Regions from separate parts of the Ovis aries genome. Here region 1 is linked to region 2. The links are chromatin contacts, called in public Hi-C maps. All regions are on one chromosome and are shown on one strand. The core of a region is the stretch at or near the end of the contact, and the rest is flanking DNA. Distances in the headings are between cores, read along the strand shown. Region 1 overlaps ADARB1 (adenosine deaminase RNA specific B1). Region 2 overlaps ITGB2 (integrin subunit beta 2).

Region 1 (5,506 bases), core at 1,356-3,855, 230 kb before region 2:
CTTTTCCAGTGAGTCAGTTCTTCGCATCAAGTGGCCAAAGTACTGGAGCTTCAGCTTCACCATCAGTCCTTCCAAAGAATATTCAGGATTGATTTCCTTTAGGATAGATTGGTTTGATCTCCACACAGTCCAAGGAACTCTCAACAGTCTTCAACACCACAGGACAAAAGGATCAATTCTTTGGCACTCAGCTTTCTTTATGGTCCAACTCTTACATCCATACATAACTACTGGAAAAACCAGAGCTTTGACTAGACGGACCTTTGCTGGCGAAGTCTCTGCTTTTTAATATGCTGCCTAGGTTGGTCACAGCTCTTCTTCCAAGGAGCAAGTATCCTTTAATTTCACAGCTGCAGTCACCATCTGCAGTGATTCTGGAGCCCAAGAAAAGAAAGTCTGTCACAATGAAGGTACCAGAGGACAAAAGTGACCAGATTTGACTAAAAACTTCAGCAAGACTGAAGGGGAAGAAACCACTTGAAAAGATATCAGAGGCGTGAAAGCTGGACCGCAGGTGGCACCTGAGGCATGCAATTCATGAGCCTGAGGAACAGGCACACGGGCTGCAAGAGGGGAAACATCTCAGGGTGTGACGAGCCGAATCTGCCACCAAATGGATGCCATGTGCAAGGAGACGGCAATAAAAGGCAACAACGAAAACCCACATCTTTGTCACTGAAATCCGCGACTAGAGAGCGCCAGTGGAGTCGAGACCAAAGCAGTCTGGTTACTGAGGCAATGCAGCTGGGCTGGAGGGCAGCGACAGGGTGTCAGCCAGTCTAAGAGGGGGTGACCCATCTCAGGTCCCTCAAGCTGATCACCTACAAAGGTGGGAGCCTAGGAGACCCTGAGCTCCAGGGTGGGGCAGCCCGCAGGCCTCACCCTACCTGCAGATCTGTATCCCCAAATTGCCAGGAGGCCCTCAGGAGACGTGAGTGTCATCTTGGACGGACGTTCACAGGGAGGTGTGGGAACAGGTCCCTTACTCACTCTGGCCCACAGGGATCTCTTCTGGCTGGAATGTGCCTTCATCCCCAAAGTCTAGCACCCTGGGATCTCATAGGCAGAATCTGAGCCATGACTTGGAGGCCCTGGATTACACCATGGACCCCGGCTACCGCCTGGCCAGCCCCGACCCCCCTCCCCCTCCCCCTGGTGCCCACTGCTGCAAGGTCAGCCTCAGCAGAGCAAGAGAGGGTGGGAACAGGACAACAGAGTGGGCGTGGCTTCAACACAGCCGTAGGGCTGCAAGACGCAGGTTTATGGAAGAGGAATTTTAAACCTTAAGCAGTCACATTATTTCTTCACTTTAGGAAGTGACAACTCTTCACTAAAGATCAAACACACACATACAAATTTTGGTTAGTCTTATTAAAATCAGCAATCTGTTACCACACATTTAGAACTTGAGAGTACAGACTGGGATTTTTTTTTCTTTTGCATTTTTTCTTAATTATTGCCTATGTGAAATATTAAGCTAAAACAGTAGAACTAAAGAATTATGTTACACATAAATAAGCAAAGCAATACTTTTTTAAAAGATGAGAACAAATCATGCAACTGTGCTTTCCAAGTCTGTAACACAGACTCAATTCATTAGCATGCTGCTGCTAAGTTGCTTCAGTAGTGTCCAACTCTGTGAGACCCCATAGATGGCAGCCCACCAGGCTCCCCCGTCCCTGGGATTCTCCAGGCAAGAACACTGGAGTGGGTTGCCATTTCCTTCTCCAATGCATGAAAGTGAAAAGTGAAAGTGAAGTCGCTCAGTCATGTCCGACTCCTAGCGACCCCATGGACTGCAGCCTTCCAGGCCCCTCCGTCCATGGGATTTTCCAGGCAAGAGTACTGGAGTGGGTTGCCATTGCCTTCTCTGATTTATTAGTATAGTTAAACATAAATTATTTGATAAAATTTATAAATCAGGTCATTCAGTAAACTAAACTAGCCATAAGTATTCCATGCCATTGTCTCCTGGCTCCTTTAAAACGGTTAAACCAAAGCCAGTGAACTGAAACTTTCCTGCACTTTTCCACAGGAAGTTGGTATCTGGGTTCAGGCTGTGAAACAGGCTTTTCTCGTTATCGCAGCACAACCCTACAGCGCCGCCTACTGTCTGAAGGCGTCCACCTGGGGCTCTGGGCACGCTGGACAGTGTGGTCGGCCCTCTCCACTGCTCCGTCCTGGCGCTCTGTCCGTCGCAGGCGATGACACAGAACACCACCAACAGACAAGGCCACTCTGCGATGAGGGTGGATGGGGACATCTGAGCGGGCCAGAGGGCGCCTCTGGGAGGAAGGAGACGCGGCGGTGCTGTGCTACGTGCACACTGTCGGCACACAATTAACTGCTCACAGAAAAGTGATTTTTATTGCATGTCAACTATATCTCAATAAAGTCAGCTTTTTAAAAAATCCCAGAAAAAAAACCCACAAATTATATGAGAAAGTCATTGTTCAATTTGAAACAAAAGGTATGTAGATTTCAAGAAGAAGGAATGACTGGATTCCAAACACAGAATGAATCAGTTGGAAAAGACTGGAAAGCCCGGTCTCCCTCATCAGGACAGCAGAGGACAGTGCCACCAGCTCTTGCTGCTGGTGGTGACATATCTCGCGAGGAGACCGGGCTGGGAAGCCGGCAAACAGCCGCAAGCTCAGAGCTGTGTCAGGGAGGCCAAGGTCCAAACTCGGGCTGTAGCCACTTCTCACAGCCCGCTCCACCACCCCAGACGATGCAAGAATGCAGGAAGAAGAGGCTAACACTGAACAAAAAAGGCACGACCCAATGATAAGGCTAGTTAAAGTGCCCTCCATGCCCCCACCCCGACAGCTGCAGCCCGCTTGGGCCCACCAGGCTGCTGGGATCCTCTCCTGTCCCCAATCCCCTGCTCCATGCCCACCTCCCTGTACCATCTGCTTAGAAAATATACAATGTTCAGGACTCCCCACCTCCATGAAGCCTGCAGCCCCTGCCTGGAGAGGTCGCCCGCCTCTGCCCCCACTCTCGTCACAGCAGCAGCAGACACCCCGTCATCACTTGCTTCCTGCCCACCCCCAGCCACGTCCATCCTCCAGGGCCTGCCTATACAGCACTGCACAGGCCTGAGTGCCACCAGGAACCAAGAGACCCACCCTGTCCACTAAGCAGCTCTGGGCTTGGTTCTTCCAGAATGGGGCCCATGGAGCTCTTGGCAATGCTGCCAGTTGCCACCTGACAAACTCCAGGGAGTGACGAGAGACCACATGGAATGTCCCAGTTCATGTCCAAAAGGTGGACCACAAACCCAGCAGCGGTCCACAGCATCCTGGGCACAGCCAAGCGTGCATTAATAAGATGATCAGGAAACATCAATCTTCTAGAATTCTCCATGTGCACAGGAGGGGCAGGGGGTCTCATAGGTTCAGCCTTTCAAATTTTAGAGTGGTAACTACGTAACAAACCCGTCCACAGGAGGGCGATGATAGTATTTCTAAAAATCCCTCCATGAGGACACAGGGAAGAACACCAGATTTTCCTGCATCTACAATGATCAAGCCACAGAGGCTGGGACGGTTGGCTGGCATCACTGACTCAATGGACATGAATCTGATTAAACTCCAGGAGATACTGGAGGACAGAGGAAACTGGTGAGCTGTAGTCCATGAGGTCACAAAGACTTGGACACAACTTAGCGACTAAACAAGATAAATGAACCTCTTCATTTTTCTTTTACACGTCAGTCTTAAGTGTCTGATTCTATTATCTAGTATTGAGTCTAGTATTGACTAGAGCTCAAAACAGCTAGAAGAAAATCACCAGTTAATCTCCAAGAACAACAGATGCAACGGCACAGGACACCGCAAAGGCAACTGCATTTTTATTTGCCGAGTCGTACTTCTGAGGTTGCACTGGGCTTGGGGCTCAGTTGTGTCTGACTCTTGGCAACCCCATGGACTGTAGCCCGCCAGACTCCTCTGTCCACGGGATTCTCCAGGCAAGAAAACTGGACTGGGTTGCCATGCCATCCTCCAGGGGAATCTTCCCAACCCAGGGATCAAACCCAGGTCTCCCGCGTTGCAGGCAGATTCTTTACTGTCTGAGCCCCCAGGGAAGCCCACTCATGAGGTTAACTGTGCACTATTTTGCCTGCAGCCACCCTCAGCCAGGGATATGCAGAGAAGGCACATGGGGGCCCCTCCTGGGTCCTTGCTGGGAGGCTGCCCCCTGGGAGAGGTCCCACCCCTGGCCTGCAGGTCCCCCTCACAGCCAGCGCTGCCTGGTGGCAACCATGACTGCCCTCTGCTTCCAGCAGCATCAGGAGGCCACCCTGGTCCCAAGGGCCTCAGTTAGTGCCTGCCCACAGGTGTAAGGCACATATCTGCTGGATAAATGACAGACGGGGTCCAGAGTGCAACAGAGATCTTCCCTGAACACTGCTGCAGGTGCTAAGAAGCTTCACTGGGACATTCCCTGCCATCTGAGCCCCTACCTGAGGCCTTGGAGCTGAGAAAGAAGGAGCGTTCGGGGCCCAGGACGTTGAAGGGGGCACCCCCAGTTATGCAAGATCAGCCAGGAGAGCATGAACCCAGTGCCTGGTCCGCACCATCACCCACCATGAGGGGTGGGGAGGAGGCCGGAGCTGGACCGTGGTCGGGGGCGACAGCCTGGGCAGAGTCCTCCCAGCAGGTGAGCTCCAGGTATGCGGAGAAGATGGAGTTCTTCCCTCCCCTCAGCTCCAGGCCCTGGTCCACTCACCCCAGCCTCACTCCACCCCCAGGCCCCTCAGAAGTCCATCTGTAGCTCCCTCCATGCACCTGACCACCTAGCAGGCCCCCATCCTTCCCAGCCTGTCTGATGGGCAGTGAGGTGCAGAAGCAGGCCATTAGTTCCAGAATGGCCTCCTGGCTCTGCTGATGAGCCCGTAAGGTCTCCCCGTGAGTACGCTCACAGCGCCTCTAACTGTCTATCCTGCACCGAGTGCCGAGACCACAGCCGCGGTGACACCCTCAGGGCTTCCTTGGGCACCGGGAGTGCCAGGCAGCAGGAACAGGGAGGGGGTGAGCAAGAGAGGGTTCCCCAGGAACCAGCCTCTCCACTCTGGCTTCAAGTCCACGTATGCAGACTCAGTCAAGGGCTGCTGCCAGGGTCTCAGTCTCTAGGCTGCACATATCTTGGGACAGGCCCCAGAAGAAGAACGCCAGGCCCACCTGGGGCCCAGGTGCCCACCTTGGGGATGGTTCTGGGAGGATCCCCAGGCGGCTCTCAGGCTGGTGCTGGCCCAACCTCCAGACATGCTGGGTTTCGCTGCCCGTGGGCACTGCTTCATATGTTCACTGGCCACCCCTGTTTCATATCTGGCGCCAAACCTGTGCAAGCTTTCCTGCCCTTTTTGTGTCCACTGTCTTGTCCATACTGGCTTGTAGGGGCCCGTATGCATTGTGTGCTCTAGAGACCACGCAGGCCTCTGCCCGTCTGGTACACACCGATCAGATACACATCCTATGAGGCACACACCGATGGCAGATAC
Region 2 (5,637 bases), core at 2,940-5,439:
GGGCCCTGAGTCGAGCAGCTGGGACCTTCTGTGGTCCCCGTGCTCCCTAGAAAACCCAGGTGTTGGGGGCACATGAGGCACCCCTAGCAAGCTCAGCCTTGGCTCTTGAAGTCTGTGGGGGCCCTGCTGGGGAAACCAAGGCAAGTCACCCCCACCATCTCCTTGTCAGGAGGAAATTGGCTGGCGCAATGTCACCAGGCTGCTGGTGTTCGCCACAGACGATGGGTTCCACTTTGCGGGCGATGGAAAGCTGGGTGCCATCCTCACCCCCAACGACGGCCGCTGCCACCTGGAAGACAACCTGTACAAAAGCAGCAACGAATTTGTGAGTGCAGTGTCTTGGGGTGGGAGGTGGGAGGGTGTGAGTCTGCCCCAGGGGAGCAGGGATGCAGGCTCACTCCCAGCCTGGGGTCCAGAGGGGCGGGAAGAGGCCCTTGCTCCCAAGGAGGTGCTTTAATGGCACTGAGAGGGCAGAATTCCCTGGTCTGCTGGCATCATAATCCCTGGAGCTGCAGAGGATTTCAGAGATGGGACCCTTGGGGCCGTCCATCTGCGGCCTGCAGACTTGAGGTGGGAGGTGGTGCTGGCACCTCTCAGGGGCCCCCCGACTGGGACAGGATGAACATGACATCTGAGGTTCCTGTGAGCTTCTGTCTGAAATTGTACATGAGACGGCTATGAAAATAGGCGCCACTGTGCTGTTCCCCACTGGCTCAGCGGGTGAAGACTCCACCTGCAAGGGAGGAGACATAGGAGACATGGGTTCGATCCTTGGGTTGGGAAGATCCCCTGGAGGAGGAAATTGCAACCCACTCTGCTGTCTATGGGGTCGCACAGAGTCGGACACGACTGAGTGGCTAAGTGCATGCTGGGGTGCAGCATCTGTGATCTCAGCCCTACAGCTCAGACACAGCAAAGTGTTGCTCACTCATCTCCACGCTGAGGGTCTGTGAGCCGTTACTTGCCACTGGACTTCTTTTTTCGTGCATTGATCAAGAAGCATACCACAACTTTTAATACTGTCCGTTTCCTTACTAATCCCATTCTCTTACGTGTTTGCAAACGTCACTGGGAACAGCCCCATCGCAGCGCATGCAGGGCGGAGCCTCTGCACTCTGGGCAGTCACTTCTGCCTGGAGGAGCTGTCGGGTAGCCTGGATGGCTTGTACCCAGCCTCAGGGCCATCTAACCGGGGGTCTCCTCTCTAGGACTACCCATCGGTGGGCCAGCTGGCACACAAACTGGCAGAAAGCAACATCCAGCCCATCTTCGCGGTAACCAAGAAGATGGTGAAAACGTACGAGGTAAGTGGGCTTGAGCAACCCGGCAGGACAAGGTGTTGCAGCTGAAGAGTGACTAAATCTGGGGTGATCACACTGAGGGCTGCTTCTGCACTGGGTGTGCTGGCCGAGGCCATGTGGGCGCCCCAGGCAGTGAGCACTGTGGAGGAGCTGACAGGTCCCTGTGGCTCAGTGATCGTGTTTTTGCTACAACATAGCAAACCCTTTGAGTCTGCAGGTCCCATCCTTCACATCAGGAAAAGTTTTGTGTCCACGTACATTTGCACATCAGCACTTCTCCCCTCTGCCCGTCACTGGAGGGCTGTTTTACTTGCTGTCTTGTGTTTTCGTCTGCTGGGCTCAGCGTGGCAGGCTCTCTGGCTGCAATGGGCTGGGGGCACCTCCTGGCCCCCTCCTCCCCTAAGTCCCAGGCTCCTTCCTCTTGCCTGTGACCTGCTGTGCCTGTGTGGGACATTTGCAGGCCTGATGGTGGGACCAGCCACACTCGCTGTCAGCATTGGGGGCCCCACCTCGGGCACAGGATGCAGGGGACGCCGAGGGAGGAGGGACAAGTGGCCAGGGGCGGGTGGTGAGAGCTGGCCAAGCCACAGGGACAGTGCAGGGCTGATGGCTGGGTGCAGCTGAGAGACCACCGCCCGCACAAGTTGCCTGAGTGCCGGCAGGTGTCCCCAACTGTATTACCGGGCGCGGCAGTCTCTCCTCACCGAGCGGCAGTATGGGTCCCAGCACTTTGCTTTGAGGAGCAGGACTCATATCCCTGAAGGCAGTGTGAGAGAGAGGGCAGGAGCCGGAGATGGAATACACGGGCCCTGGACCCTGCTCCCCGACAGCAAGGGCGAGGCCCCGGGCAGTCGCAGGCCTCGCTGAGCTTCAGCTTCCTGCCCCCATTCCTGGGGCTCCCGGGGGTTCTACGAGGTCCAGGGTCTGTGTGGACAGTTTACGCAGGACCCTCAGTACATGTTTCTGCTCTGAGTGGAGAGCAGGTGTCTGGGGGGACTTCCCAAGCCCCAGCGGGGTCCTGAGCTAGGAGCTAGGAGCATCACCCGCTCGGTGATGGAGGCCCAAGGTGGGTGGCCAGGTTGTGATGGTCCTCGTGAGCCACAAACGGAGGGGACTGGACTCCATTCCAGGGCATCAGAGCAGGGTTGGGGGCAGGGACATGGCCCAGCCCTCCGCTCTGCAAGATAAAGTGATGGTGCAATTTCTTGTGAAAGATACGCTAAGCGGGGGGGAGGCGGCGGCGGCAGAGGGCACAGATGGTGCTGGAGGCTGGCCCCAGGCTTGCCTGCATGACCCAGTGCTCCGGCCTGCCTACACAGAGCAGTACCTGGACTGCGTGTGGCCCTGTCTGCCAGAGTCAACCGGCATGCTGTTGCCTAACGCAGCCATTGTCGAAATTGGCTCGTTCACACGCTCGGTACATTTCGCTTCCTGACTTTATGCCACATTTTACGATGACCTGTGCCCTTGGTTTGTTTGTGCCTGTCACATCTGCGAGGTGGGACGGGCCCCTAGCTGCGGCACGTCTTCCTGGCTCTGCTTTCAGTGACCAGCTTGAAATACCCAGGGGGAAGTAGTTTTACCAAGTCAGTGTCTGCCCGCACAGCGCTGACCATGCGCACAGTGAGAAGTCGGCGGGGGCGGGGAGGGGGGGTGGGTTGTCTGGGCCATCTCACCAGCAGGAAGGAGACCCTCAGGGCTGTGAGAGAACCGGGTGGGCCCTGCGGCGCCTTCAGCCCCATGGTTCTGGCCACGACCACCTGTGTTCTGCCCCGACAGAAGCTGACAGAAATCATCCCCAAGTCTGCAGTCGGGGAGCTGTCTGAAGATTCCAAGAACGTGGTGGAGCTTATCAAGAGTGCCTACAATGTGAGTCCCCAGGCAGTCAGCGAAGACGGGGTCCCCACCGCAGGTTAAGAGGAGGGTGGTCTGGTGCGGAGAGCGCCGGCCTTGTCTGGGCCACACTCGGGCACCTCCCCTGGGCAGCAATGTCCTCCCTGGTTAATGGCACGGTAGGTGCCACCCCAGGCCCTCCTGCACTTGGCTGGAACATGAGCGCCAAGCCCTCTTACAGCCGCAGGGCCTGAGGGCCTCGGGCACAGCTCGCTGGGCACACCAGGAAGCGCTGGCCCCACTGGGTGAAGTCGGAGCCCCCGAGAGGAGCTCCATCTGCTGCTCCTGCCCTGTTGGAGCCCTAAGCCCCAGCAGGCCCTCCCAAACTCCAGATGCTGCCTGGGAGGGGCTGTCTCACCTTTCTGTGTCTACCTCTGTGTCTCTCTGTTTATCTCTCTCTGTGTCTGTCTCTCTCTCATTCACGTAAACAGTTTTTCCAGCTCCTGCCCTGTGCCAGGCACTGGGGTTTCAGTGGTGAGTGGGCAGTTGAGCTTCTGTTCTCATGGGGGGCTGGGACCCGTCTCCACGTCCGTAGCCGCCACTGGCCTGTCTTGAGGGGCATGACATGGGTAACCTGGCACCCACAGAGCTCTCCATGGATGCGTGGTGGGTGGTGGGGGAGGTTAGAGGCATGCCAGCCGTGGCCTGGAAGATGGGTCTGATGGTGCTACTGTCTCCCCACAGAAACTGTCCTCCAGAGTATTCCTGGATCACAACACCCTCCCTGACACCCTGAAAGTCGCCTACGACTCCTTCTGCAGTAACGGGGTGTCGCAGGTGGACCAGCCCAGAGGGGACTGCGACGGCGTCCAGATCAACGTCCCGGTGAGGCTCCCTCCCAGCCTCTGGAAGGGGCTCCCCTGGGACAGCAAGAGGGTGTGCCCTGGCCAACGGCCTACCGGGGATCAGCTAGAGGTTGGGCCTGTCCACCTCCGGTCCAGTTCCTTCCCTTTAAGATCCACACACGCTGTGGCCTGATGGGGACAGACCCCTGACTGTGAGGACTGCAGCGCCCCCTGGTGGCAGATGCTGGGCATAGCCCCACACACCTAAAAAGGGCATTCCTTCCCCTCTGGGCATCTGCTTTGGTTTGATTTTCCTGATTTTGTGGTTTTGTTTATTGTTATTATTGTTATGAATTTATTTGGCTGCATCAGGTCTTCATTGTGTCACGTGGGCTCTCCAGTTGTGGTGAGGGGCTTAGTTGCCCCTTGGCATGTGGGATCTTAGTTCCCCAGCCTGGGGTGGAACCCCAAGTCCCCTGCATTGGAAGGCAGGTTCTCAACCCCTGGACCACCAGGGAAGTCCCTGTATTCTTGTTTTTTGACAAAGACATTAAAGCAGGGGCCACACAGATGATTACAAGCAGGCAGTGAGTTATTTCTCTAATAGTTTAAATTTGCCATGACCAGGAATGATTAATCATTTCCTTTCACCAGCTTTGAATTAATATTCAGCAAAATACTTGCTTTTATTTCTGAATGACATTGAAATTCTTTCAAATATGTGCCTTACTAAATGCATGTGAATTTTGACTGAAATCTCTGCCCCTCTTACTGGGGGATCCATACCCGAATGCACTCAGTGTTGATTGCCTGATTCCTCCCTGATGCTTCCGCTCTGACTTCATGTACTGGGTGGAGACTCACTTACTGTTGACCGGCAGTGAGGCTGAGGAGGTGCTCCCTGAAGCTCCCTGAGGGCTGAGCAGCAGAGCAGTGTAGGTGGGGGGACTCTGTGCTGCCGGCTCAGTTCTCCTGGGGCATTCAGGCTCAAGATACACCCTCACAGGCAGAATCTGGGACTTCCTATGGTATTCTGACATCTTAGCCTCCGGGCTTCAGGACAAAATACCTGGAGAAAATAGACATCATTTATTAATACAAAGTCACTTTAAAATCCCTTTAAGAGATGAGTGATTAAAAGAATTCTAAAGAGACCTCCCTGCAAGTCCAGGGCACCTGAGGATGGTGGGGGCGTGGGGGGGGAGCTGCGTGGGGGCGCATGTTTCAGCATCTCTGAGTTTCCAGCTGTCATCTTCTCCCTCATCTCCCTTCCTGAGCCCTGGAGCCACCTGGAATGTCCCTGTCCTTCCCCTCTCCCACCTCGATCCACTCCACCAGCCTGGCAGCAGAGGGCGGTGGCCCTTCCTCTTCTAGGCTGTGCCCTTGTCCATGCTGCCCAGAGGAGATCAGAGTAGGGTCATGACCCTGGGGTCCCGTGCTCACCGGAGCTCTACGTTCCCATGACAGATCACCTTCCAGGTGAAGGTCACAGCCACCGAGTGCATCCAGGAGCAGTCCTTCACCATCCGGGCGCTGGGCTTCACGGACACGGTGACCGTGCGGGTCCTTCCCCAGTGCGAGTGCCAATGCCGGGAAGCCAGCAGGGACCGCAGCGTCTGCGGTGGCAGAGGCTCGATGGAGTGCGGCGTCTGCAGGTG

What was found. A called contact is a pair of places that touch in the nucleus more often than the background predicts.
Region 1: a contact with region 2 is called in a Hi-C map of liver, with 7 times the contacts expected there. The contact joins two enhancer-like sites. A contact is called at or near these places in 12 of 16 Hi-C or Micro-C datasets (blood, hypothalamus, liver and 6 more).

The regions. Positions count from the first base shown.
Region 1 is chr1:265,703,025-265,708,530 of ARS-UI_Ramb_v3.0, reverse strand. The region is part of intron 4 of ADARB1 (adenosine deaminase RNA specific B1); the gene reads right to left. Among named protein-coding and RNA genes, the nearest start is that of ADARB1, 52 kb to the right of the region's middle. Within about 2 kb of position 2,605, at least 2 of the 54 cell types and tissues checked have an H3K27ac peak or open chromatin away from gene starts, as enhancers often do. A contact at or near this core is called in liver, where this site is marked.
Region 2 is chr1:265,478,598-265,484,234 of ARS-UI_Ramb_v3.0, reverse strand. ITGB2 (integrin subunit beta 2) reads left to right here. Exons shown (of 16, transcript NM_001009485.1): 7 at 170-325; 8 at 1,209-1,304; 9 at 3,081-3,170; 10 at 3,879-4,019; 11 at 5,447-5,634. Among named protein-coding and RNA genes, the nearest start is that of ITGB2, 25 kb to the left of the region's middle. Within about 2 kb of position 4,189, at least 6 of the 54 cell types and tissues checked have an H3K27ac peak or open chromatin away from gene starts, as enhancers often do. A contact at or near this core is called in liver, where this site is marked.